2 separate regions of the Hordeum vulgare genome follow, and region 2 is linked to region 1. Evidence: chromatin contacts called from public Hi-C data. All regions are on one chromosome and are shown on one strand. Each heading gives the region's core, a stretch centred on a gene start, on an enhancer-like site or on the middle of the called end of the contact. The rest is flanking DNA. Distances are from core to core; before and after follow the strand shown.

Region 1 (6,200 bases), core at 2,218-4,717:
AAGAAAAAGGAAAAAGAAAGAAAGGAGGAAAGCAGTCGGGGAAAGCGACCCCTCACCCCACGTTGTACGTCACCTCTCGTTTCTTCCTTTGACTCATCCTACACGGGCCGGCCCAGCGCGGGGACTCTGCATTCGCCCGTTTGCAAAACTGCATTGCAACGGGCGCCTGTGGCACCAAATAGGTTTTGCCCTTTCAGGCGCCATAGTTCAGGATATTAAAAATAGGGTCACAAAGTTCTTATCTTATGATTTTATCCATCTCAAACGTGGTTGTAATGAGGCAGCTCATGTACTCGCAAAATCTACAGAATGTGACGTTGGGTCATGTTGGTCTAGTGAGCCACCTGATGAAATCAGTGCCATTATTCGTAATGAACATGTTTCTAAGTGAATGAACGTAAGGATGCTGCCCAACATACAAAAATAATCTTGTATTTTTGTTTCTTTATTTTTGTTATACGATAAACAGATTTGTTTTGCAAGTTCACTATTATGAATAATTCTCAACACACAATATGACTAAACGGTATTCAAAGATGGTAGTGCTGCACATACCCTCAGACTTTTCCCAACTTAAGCTGAAAATTAAACTCAATCCACTACTAACAATTCTTTTAGGTCCATGATAAGTGTTGAACGTCAGGTATGAGCACATGACAACTCCGAACATTTTTTATGACAAATTTAGTTACACGGGGATGACAAATTTTATTTTTTTAGGGAAATGCCCCTTTATTACATAGATAATATAGTTACATCATTTGCAGGACATTCAACCAGGAAATCTGAGGGCTCATCCTCCCATTTACAAGCTACATTATTATCAAAAGCATTCTTTGCTAAACTATGCGTTACTTCGTTGGCTTCCCTCAAACAATGCAAAAACTGAACTGAACCTATCATCCCAGTGAGGAAAACGGGGATGGCAAATTTAGTTGATAAGAATGACAATTTTCATGCTTCAGTATTTTCTTTTAGAAAAATTTATGAACACACACTTTCACAAGTGATACAATTATCAAACTCAAAATGGACCCACCCTCAAAAATGCTCCCTTGTAACTGATTCAGAATTTTGTTAACCAAAGAGATACAGACTTGGGTTTGTACACATTTTCGCAGAACAATTGCAATTCAATTTCTTCTCAAGGAAGATCCTGAATTGGTATGAGCTTATCCATGCCGTGCATCAACAGCAACCACAAAAGACACATTATCAACGCATGTGGCAAACTGGTTGAACCATTGCAGATTTACAGTGCAGGAATGCCAACCATAAGATGCACACAAACGAAATTACCAGTTTGCTATTATTTGCAGTAAATCCATGGTGCATATACCATCCGACCAGAAAATCATGTCCTCGCAAAGCATTTCAACTGGGCCATTGCTACAATAAACTTCACAGTTTACATATTAGAGGTGCCTTTTTAGGACGAAACAGCAGATGCCGCTGAGGGTTCAGCCTCCCAGAAGGAGGTCTTCTTGCCTGTCTTCGAAACAGTCTGCAGAACAGCATCCGGCGTCACATTACCCTTCACAGTGACCTTCTGCTCCTTGATGTCTACATCGAAGGACTCGACACCTGAAAAAACCACAAAAGTCCAACGAATATGTTTAGATTCAAAGCCTAAGACCTGTTTGTAATGAACAATTCCCCTTTCCTAGGAAAGAATCGGACGTCCTGAAGAGCATTCAAACTCCCACAGGAAATCTCGGTTTTGAATACACATTCACATGAGATAGTTCAATTCATACACAGCGATAAATAAATCACGCAAAAAGTGGTGGGAAATTTCCATGTTCCAAATGGGCCCTAACATACAATAATATATCAAAACGATGAGCCATTTCAACCAGGACACTAACATAGTGACATAGATGCATGTATTGGTGTATATATTAATCAATCGAGCTATGCACATTCAGATGCAGAAAGTATGGATTAATTGTCATCTAGGTTCATGATGATACCAATCTTAATATATCCAAGCTATTGCCACTGGACCAACAAAATATACCAGAGCTGTATAACTGTAAGCAGGTTGTCTTTCAGCTTTTATTGTATTGTATTCCTATCAAATGCTTTTGGAATCAAGTTTTATCCAAAACATGTGTTCAAAAATAAAAAGGTTTTTTCCAAAGCATGTGTTCAAAAATAAAAAGATTTTTTCCAAAGCATTCTGTTGGACCTGGTCAAAGATAAATGGGAGCTTAATGACAAGATCAATTCAATCAAGCCATCTACAAATGGGATTATTTGGCAACTGCAAAGTTGGGAAAGAATCTCAAGTGCCCTCTAAAAATTGTCTGCTGAAGGCATTAGAAAATGTGAATACAATGATGTATCAATTCCATTTGCATGGGTTTAGCTAAAACAAAACAGAAAGGAAAACCATATAAAAGGAGAGTTAAAACAACCTTCCATTTTGCCAAGAACCCGCTTAACAGCTCCAACGCATCCCTCGCATGACATGCCAACCCTGAGTTCAACAGTCTGCATAACAGAGCAAATCTTAATTCCAATTATTTCCACATGGTTGAGAGCAAGTGAACGATTACGAATCATTGCTTCCAGCTGAGAACGCATCAAATAGTATGTCTCAGCCTATGGCATTTAATCACTACATAACACTTCCCTCGAATTATGGAATCATGACATTGTTCCAAGGAAACAGTCGAAAGCATGCAGTTGCAAGTTAAATCATTCAGTACTGGCGCACTGAACCTTTAGTGAGTATCTAACGGCTTGCCCCAAATGATGGAGATCAAAATTTCTTTACTTATCCTTAAAATTCAACAAAGATCAGTGACCCTTTAATAGCCAAGTAGTTCAATTTTTCACAGTGGTACAATCAACAACCAGTTTGACTAACCAAACTACAAATATTTAATTTTGACTAATTAATTGACCCCCAAAACACCGTGACCAGTCAAAATGTTTTACTTTGCACAAGAGGCTAGGAGCTCTACCAATCCCGCCACGGCTACGCCCTACCAATCGAGCCGGACCAGGTTTCCCCGGAATCAACACCCTCGGTAGCAAAATCACGCAAAACCGCAAATAGTACAGTCACCGGTCACCCGCACGAACAGATCTGCTGGGCCAGCAGACAGATCCCTTATATGAGATGCTACTAGGAAGGAACAGATCAAACTGCTCGGGATTCCAAACATCACACCGCTCCGCGCGATTAGAAGGGGCACCTAGCCAGCCTAGCGAGCAGATCTCAAGACGGAAATCGACGAGGCGCCGGGAGGTACCTGAGACATTGCGCGCGAGATCGGTTGATTCTTGAACGGCGAGGGCGCAGAGAGAGGGAGGGGGGAATGGAAACGCTGGATGAGGTCGGAGGGGTTGGACGACGACGGCTCCAGAAGGAACGGCCGGGAGGGGAGGGGGGGGTCAATAAATACGCGCAGAGGTCAGAGGCGATGGCGTGCAGCGTGCAGGTGATTGCTTTGATTTTTGTGGCGAGGGTGGACGCGGCTTTCGTCTGGTTGACGGATGGGGACACGGCGTAGCGCGCACGCTGTTGGGCCACGGCTGCTGAGCCGAGAATGGTTCCCGAGTCGCCACTCGCCAGCCGTGACGAACGAGAGAGAGAGATCCGTGGCAACTGGCAAAGCTCGCTGGCAATGGCAGCAGACTTTTTTTTCACACACTACAATAAAAATCGTTTATATACATGAGCGTATATTCATCACTGTAAACATACATCTTACAGCTATAAGTAACTTCGAAAGACTGAGCTGACCACACTTTTGAAGTGCATGTTATCACCATTATCAACAATGTAATTTTTCAAGGGAATATGAGCTCCGTATAGAAGCAATCTTTCAAGTTCTATAGGAGTATATAAGAATGTTACCGCTTTGTTGAGGGCTTTAAGATTGACCACATGTTCCATTTTAAATTGTTCGTTACTTTCTTGACAGCTGGCAAAATTGCCACTAGTTTAAGGAATATAGACACATGAATGGGCCAGGCCCAGGCGACCCAAGGCCAGGCAACCTTCGTTAACTGTAGCATTTACTTAGTGTAGCTACGATGATATCTGTTAGAAACACGGTGGGGAATCTCTCAAATAGCAACTAGATGGTTTAATGGAGTAATAATCTCAATACAGGCTGATTACAAGGAGGAGGAAGGGAGGATTGAAACACAGAGAAGTAGGTGATGCCGCCGTCGCCTGCCTTGATCCGTCCCGGATGGTTCGATCTCTCTCGGCTGTGACATAAGTGGCGGTCGTGACTTGGGCTCATTTGGTCCATTCGGCCCACTGGACCTTGGGTTAGGCTTGACGATGCGTCGTGGGCGTTCGTCGCGCCATGCTGTGTCGCTTGGTGGGGCCGACATGTCACGGGCGCTGACAATATTGTATACAGAGATGATGGGCCTCACGTCCGAGGTTGCTGCCCCTTTTGTTGGGGCTTGAATCCACCTCCAGCATCAATGGTATTTCAAGGTTTAAACCCTCCTAATCCTGCAAACATAATTTTTGTTACCTTGGCGAGGGTCATGCAAACACAAGTTGGCTCTTGGATGACAACATTTTTGTTATTTGCAAGGAAACATGTTGAAAGGCAGTTCATATTGTTAAGCTTCATGCATTAGCCAACGCAACCAAAAGGCCAAACTGATGAAAAGGGCTAGGCAATCCACATATGCACTTCAACACCTCCTTTCACGTGTGACGCGAGAAGTCAACACGTGAATAGACTTAGAGGCGTGGCTCAAGAGGCCTATACATAGACACAGAGGGCAGCAATTTTTGAATAAATTGCGAAAACCAAGACGTGAACTCAAGATCCTGGTACCATGTTAAGCTTCATGCACTAGCCAACGCAACCAAAAGTCTGAATTTATGAAAAGGGCTAATGCAATCCACATATACTGTAACACATATATTCCAAAATTTTAAATTTAAAACTGGCAAAATCTACAAGTACCTTATCTAGGCCAATGAATATAGCATAAAAAGGTGGCGTGGCTTGGTGAAAGCATGGCCTGGTACAAGTTTAAGCACATCACAATTTCCCCTTCTCACGTCGTGGCTTGGAATACGATGTGGGAGGACAATTTCTTAAAAAGTTCACGATTTCCAACAGGATGAACCTATGCGGGTAAAATGAAACAAACTGACCTGAAAACGCAACAAAATTACAGACTAAATCGTGCGCGAAAGTAATTCACTCGTGTAACCATTTCTTCTCGCGTCCGACAGTAAAACATCACACTACACTGTTGATGTTGGACACTTAGACGTCGCACTTCCGGTCATGCTAGCAGCCCGTGTCAGGGCCGACCCCACCCTCCGTAGTGTGACACTTAAGACAAAAACGCCACACTTGCAATGTGTGGCGCTTAGCTCTTAGGCACCACACTTCCAGTTATTCAGCCGCGGGCTGGCCCTCCCCTATCCCACCCCATTCCCCCATCCAGCAAGAACACACAGAGGGTGGTGGCTAGGGTTCGTCCACCCTCACCAAATCCGTCTCTCACCCCCTCCCAATCCGGAGCGCAAATCTATGGGGATTTCATCCCTAAGGTATTTCTCTCTCTGATCTCTTACTTTTGATCCGTAAAATTCATCTAATTTCTTCTTTTTGTACGCTCTTCGGTTTAAGTTAGATCTTATTTGATTTTGAATGTGTTATGAAAGAATGACATGATTCTTTGATTTGTAGCATTAGCATACACATACTAGTCACTTATGGAAATGTAGATGGTTAATTTTGATAGAAACAAATGTAATAGGAAGATATGTGTAGAAATAGGACAAATAGAACATATTTCCAATATTTGTTCATATTAGCGTTTGTATGTTATTTGTTTTGATATTTGTTTCTATTAACATTGATATATTATTTGTTTCAATATTTGTTCATAGTAGGGACATATTGGTTCATTTTTGGCCATCATGTGTATGAGATACTCACGTGGTCATATATGTCTATTCTCTTGAAATATGTAGGATGGTGTGGCTTTTGAATTGATTTCTATGACGTTGAACACCGGGCCTATTTGATGTCGAAGAAGGAGATGGTAATGAGAGCATACTAGTTGGTAGTTTATATCATGTGTTTATTTGAAAAGATCAAACCGTAATCATCTCACTTCTATGTTTGCAGAACCTTATGCCCCTGAAGATTTGGTCTCATGAGGCATCGACTTTCATGCCGTGCGATGAACGGTAC
Region 2 (6,200 bases), core at 2,114-4,613, 190 kb before region 1:
ACGCTCTGGCCGCGTCCTCCACGCGCGCCCGCAACGCCCGCGACGCACCGAACACTCCCGGTTGCTGCGCTCCCCCTGGACCTAGTCTGTAACAGATACCCGCGCGCACGGCGCCACCCTATCCTGGCGGCCCGAGCACACCACGCACGCACGCACGCCCCTGCCGCGGACCCGACGCGCCAGATGCATCCGGTGCGCGCCCACACACGCACCAGACGCGCCAGCTTGCCGCCGCGGCTTATTCCAACGCAACACTCACCCCCTAAGCCGTGGCCTAGAGGAGTCTTGGCTCGTCGTCGACGATCTCCCCCAGCAGGGCTTGCTCCGGCGCCGCCGCTTTCTCCCACCTCAGACACTCTCGCTTGAAGTGGCCGCGCTCGTTGCAGTGGTAGCAACGCCCGCGTCGATTCCCTCGGGCACACGACGCCACGCTCTTGTCGTCATCGTCGTCCCGCGCACCGCCTCGCCGGCGCTCCCGCGCACGCCACTGCTCTGCGGTGAGCATCAGCTGCTCCCCGCCATGGTCAGCACCCTCCTGCCCGCGTCGACGCAACCGTTCGTCGAAGGCCTTCAAGCGACCAAGGGCGTCCTCGAACACCATGGTCGACACGTCACAGAATTGCTCGATTTCGGCCACCGCCGCGTACAGGCGATCCGGCACGGCGTCGAGCAATTTCTTTACCACCGCGGCGTCCTCCAGGTTCGATCCAAGCCCCGCGTACCGCGCCGCCATCCTGCTGATCTTCCCCGCGAACGCGTCCAGGGACTCGTCGTCGTCCATGCGCAGCCGCTCGAAATCGCCTCGGAGCGTGGCCAGCCGCGCCACCCGCACACGATCAGCTCCGACGAACTGCACCTTGAGAGAGTCCCACACCTCCCTCGCGGTGAGCTTCGCCGCCACCTGCATCAGCAAATCTTCCGGCAACGCTGTGAGCAACATCGCCCGCGCCGTCTTGCACTTCCCGGCGTCCACCGTCGCTCCTCCGCCGTCTGCACCACGCTCCACATCCCCCTAGCATCAAGGATCGCCTCCACCTTGATTGCCCAGGAGGTGTAGCCCGTCGGTACCAGCGGCGGGAGATGCATCGAGCCCGACGCACCGCCACCCCCGTACGGGACGATCGACATGGCTGCCGGCGCGTGGTTTGGCAAGGCTCTGATACCAAATGTTAGCGCAAAAATGGAACCCCCTGTCGACGGTGATCACCGGAGACAACAAGGGAGAGAGGGAGGGACAACACGCAAGATTTGCCGATGCACGAACACCTTGCCGCCCGAATGACTACCTGTATATTCCGGCGAGCTCGAACTCCTCCCACACCTGTTACAATGTCTAACACACGGGTTTTATACCCAGGCACACGATGGACACGCTCTCCTCGCCCCTGCCTGCTCGCGCCCACGACCCAACACGCTCTGGCCGCGTCCTCCGCGCGCGCCCGCAACGCACCGAACACTCCCGGTTGCTGCGCTCCCCCTGGACCTAGTCTGTAACAGATACCCGCGCACGGCGCCAACCTACCCTGGCGGCCCAAGCACACCACGCACGCACGCCCGCCCGCCACTGCCGCGGACCCAACGCGCCAGATGCATCCGGTGCGCGCCCACACACGCACCAGACGCGCCAGCTTGCCGCCGCGGCTTATTCCAACGCAACAAAACTAACATTTCAAAGTGGAACATCCAAAAGCATATCCGCAGGAAGAAACTGTCAAGTTAAATAGAAACTGACAAATTGATTCAAAGGAATTTCATAGGGCTTTTTGGAGTGTTTGAATCCTCCAGAAATTTTCCTGTGTGGGTTGCTTGGTTCGCAGGATTAGAATCCTTAGGAAACTTCATATGGATTCCTTTGCATTCTACTTTGGAGGAAAATTTCCATCCACTCAAACCTCTTGCTACAATTCATTAGTTTTTCCTGTGATGTCAAACACTTTTTGATGAAGTTATCCTATAAGGTTCAAGAGGACATGGAACTCCAACCCTGTGTTTTCTTATTGCAATGTTCTTAAAATCCTGTGAATCAAAAGAGGCCCTCAAAGTGGAATATCCAAAATACCTTGCGGCACTGGACAACTTAAACTAGCACCCAAATTTTCCACTTGAATGCCCTCTCTAAGTTCATCTTGGAGATAAAAGAGATCTCTACCAATTTACATATTGCTGTAATATGAATGTTTTAGAAAATTAACAATTTGGGTGAGGATGAGCAGCCAAATTTGTGCATTATAAGTAGATAAGTACATATGAAACAATTACAATCAACATTTTGACGGCCCCAAAACAAAACCGACCAAAAGAGTTTAATTACTTTATTATGTGCACTAGTGCAATGAACGCGCTCATATTAGCACTATCTATGAACACATTTTACCATTAGACTCCCCATGTTCTGGTTCGGTCCAGAATATGGCTTTCCTAAATTAGGACTAGCAACCAAGTATACCTACACCAAGTAGTTAGTTCTACGTATAGCTAGTCATGCATCGTCCTTGATATCCAGAACACGCCATATGGACTCAAGCTCACAATTGTGCCAGAACTATATCTATAATGCTGCGGAATCACAGAGACGTTATGGAAGTGGGTTGTTGAATGAGAAGTGGGCGAACGGGATTCATCCCAACATTCTATGTATGACTTCCACTGTAGCACTCGGCCTCGCAATACGAGCTCCTGTTGTGCAGCACAGAACCACGGATCATGGATGAAACGTAGGCCGAAGGCAGACACACGCACACACAGACGGAAATAAATTACAAATCCCAACGTCTCGAAACGCGTAAATATACCCACGTGTTCGTTCACTCATCTTGTAACACCATCACCGGAATTCAGAAGTGCCTTCCGTTTCACGCAAGGGACAAAATAAAACCCAAGCTATAACACCACGGAATCTTAACCAACGGCGTGACGAACGCACCTCGGGCTGGACGCCTTTGAGCCTCCTCTGTGAGAGGTCGAGCTTGGCCTTCTGGAGCGTGGCGGCCCCGAACGAGCCGCGCTGCCTCCCGCCCTTCATCTCCGGCGGGGCGGAGGCCGGCGCCGGGGTCGCGGCCAGGCACCGCTCGAGTCCGGCCGCGGCGCGGTCGCGGTCGCGGTCGCACCGCGAAGGGGGCGAGGAGGAGGACGAGGAGACGGCGGCGGCACGGAGCGGGAGGCGGGGGAGGCGGACGAAGCGGGCGGGCGGGCGGGGCTGCGGGCGGGCGGGCGCGTAGGGGAGGCCGTGGTGGGAGACGGCGAGGGAGGCGGCGGAGGCCATGGGGGCGGTGGGACGGGATGGGGTGGTAGCGGCGTTGGTGGCTCCGCCGGCGGTGGGGGTTGGCCGCCTGCCTTCGAAGCCGAAGCGCCGCGGGACGAAGAGGGGCTTATCTACTCTTTTGGAGTTGTTTTGTGACTTGTTCTGTGTGGGGCCCGGGCTGCGTACTTCTGTCTATTTTTCTTTCGTGTGTTGGGGGGTCTTGTTCAAAGTCTGTTCGCTTGCGCGCGGAAGAGGCGGCTCGCGGTCGCCGCCGGGAGGTAGGTGGGCGGTATGCCGCGGGAGACCGAGATCAGTCGGCGAGGTCCATGCACGACGGAGGCACAGATCCATCCTAGGCGTCGGATGTCTGATCCAGGGGCAGGATGCGACGTACGTCCGTCCGTCCGCCCGCCTCAGGGTCGGGCCTCGGGCCGGGCCTAAAAAAACCCGTGGTACAATACCCAGGCCCGAGCCTGGTCCGGCCCGGTCGTCAGACATAATTTTTGTGTCCAAACCCGGTCGCCCGAGCCCGAAGAAGCCCAACCCGGTCCGGCAGGCCCGGCTCGACGTAGACGTAAAATCAGGTTTCAACGGACCTGGACCCGGACCCGGCCCGACCGTCGGGCTTGATTATCAGGCCCGAGCCCGGTCCGTGGACAAGGACGGGCCGGGTCGGGTCGGGCCGACCGGCTAGGCTGCGCATGGCGGGATATAGTCGGGACCTCCCCTTCGATTTTGCCACATCCTCCCTCACGTCTCGATCTTTTCTAGATTTGCCCATGCCCAATTTATATAAGAGAGGAATGTACTTTCTTCATATCCAACTAAGAAAGGATTTCGCTACAAATCAAGCGTCGCATTTTTAAGCATGACGACAAATCGAATATCTGAGATGACGAATTATTTGTTGTCTTAAGGATGGTAAATTCTCAGCAAATATGGTAAATCCTTCCGTGTTCAGCTTTTTACCAGGATTTGCCATGTTAACTAAAAAAATGTCATATCATAAATACATATAATTTGCCAAAAAAGATCGATTTGACATGCTTACCTAACAGACGCCAGATTTTTACATTTCCCATAACACAAAAGTGTTGTTTATCTTCTTGATGAAAGCAGAACACCAAACTTTAGCAGGATGTGAGACCTGTGGTACAAACGTGACATGCATAACAAGTTTGAGCTGATTATATAGTACACAAAGATGTTGTCCAAAATGGACTAGGGTACTGATGGGTTGATGGTGCGCCATCAAGGTAGCTATGAATAGCCATCACCGATCTACTAAAGCAGAAAAATAAGACCTATTACGAAATATGTGTGTTTTGATTTTACCTTCAACGATATTCTGTATCACTTCTAGATATAGAAAAAAGTAAGGAAAAAGATTACCTTCTACCGGCCGATCGCGTGCGAGCGTCTGTCGTCTTCATGTCCGTCGGATTGACTCTTCATCATACAGTCGAGAGTAAGCCCATCTGTGTCCACGTTTTTCTGCAACTAAGCATTTGTTTGAGAAAAAGAGAGTTTACAGCGGCAGAGACTCGTGCGGCTGGAAGAGCAACAACGACGAGGATTTTCAGTCGGATCCAACGAGGATGACATACGGGGACGCCCGGGAGCGGCGGGGGTCGAGACTCGTGTGGATAGGAGGACGACGGCGGCGAGAATTCCAACTGGATATGACGAGGATGGCATGCGGGCAGGAGGCGGGGACGTCTCCGAGCGGCGGAGGCTCGGCTCAGCACGGTCCAGCGGGGTTGGACGTGAGCTTCACGACGAGGACCGCGACGGTAGCGGCGCACGGTGCTTGTGCGGAGCTCGCGATGGCGGCGCGGAGGCGGGGACGGGCGGCGCCAATCCTCTGTCACCACTATCTAGCAAGCTCGCGATGAACACAATGGCGCTTCTTTCTGCAACTTCCTCTTTGTTGCGAGATTTTCTATAACATCAATCATGTTGCAAAACATTTCTTCCATAACATCATACGAAGGTGAATAAAAAAATCTGCAATATTACCACAGTTGCAAAGTTTTTTCTACAACAAGACCTTCGTTGCAAAAGTTTTTCGCAACAAGACATGTGTTGCAAAGGTTTGTGCAAAAGACCTCTGTTGCGAAATATTTTACAACAATAACTTTGTTGCACTCGTGAAAGACGTCGCTCTGCCGCACGATTGTGGATCTTTTTTTCTGCAACAGCGTTCTTGTTTCAGAAACATAGGTCTTGTTCCAAAGAAAGGACGGTTTGGCAAGAGCACACACACGGAAAAAAGATCGGACGGTTGTCGAGTTCGTGATCCTATGGCTACCAAGGCGGAGGATGTTTCGTAAACATCATCCGGTAGACGCGTAGCAGGCCCCAAAAAGTAACTAAGATTTTCAAAGTTATATTCTTTTGTGAGTTTTAAACCTTTAACGGACGTAACCATGAGTCAGTATCTAGTTATATTGCATCTATGGATCCCTCCTTTTATCAGGTGTGGTGTAAAGGAAGAGTAAAATAGTTGTAGGATTATTAGTAGGTCTAGGGAGGGGTGCTTAGACTAATTAAGCAATAAAAACTTATCAATTTTCTAATTTTAATTCTTGACAGATTTTAATAACAAGTTAAAGTAACATCTACACATGCAAGTCTAATATAGTGGCAGCGGAAAGCAAAGACTTTGCACATGAATGCAAAGGAGGATTGAGAGAAAATCAAATGCAATGAAGACACGCTGATCTTTGGGGTGGTCCCGATAGGTAGTGCTATTGTACGTCCACGTTGATGAAGATCTCAACCCACATAGTGTAACGATTGCGTGAGTCTACAGAGGGGTCCACCCATAAAGGGTCCATAAAAAAGAACCTTGTCTATATCATCATGGATTACGTCCACGAAGGACTAGCCTCACCCGGGATAGATCTTCACGAAGTAGACGATCTACTTGCCTTCATAAACTCTTTGGTTCAACTCC

The links. Hi-C and Micro-C count contacts between places; a contact is called where the count stands out from the background.
Region 2: a contact with region 1 is called in a Hi-C map of seedling, with 4 times the contacts expected there. The contact joins the promoter of LOC123413351 here to the promoter of LOC123410004 in region 1. A contact is called at or near these places in 2 of 6 Hi-C or Micro-C datasets (leaf and seedling) and 1 of 1 datasets of contacts at active chromatin or transcription factors (embryo).

The regions. Positions count from the first base shown.
Region 1 is chr7H:478,888,954-478,895,153 of MorexV3_pseudomolecules_assembly, reverse strand. It overlaps LOC123410004 (copper transport protein ATX1), which reads right to left and starts at 3,467. Exons shown (of 3, transcript XM_045102873.1): 1 at 3,264-3,467; 2 at 2,421-2,496; 3 at 1,281-1,584. The coding sequence starts at 3,272. The coding sequence ends at 1,430.
Region 2 is chr7H:479,081,152-479,087,351 of MorexV3_pseudomolecules_assembly, reverse strand. LOC123413351 (protein RETICULATA-RELATED 1, chloroplastic-like) reads right to left here and starts at 3,363. Exons shown (of 8, transcript XM_045106292.1): 1 at 2,924-3,363. The coding sequence starts at 3,262.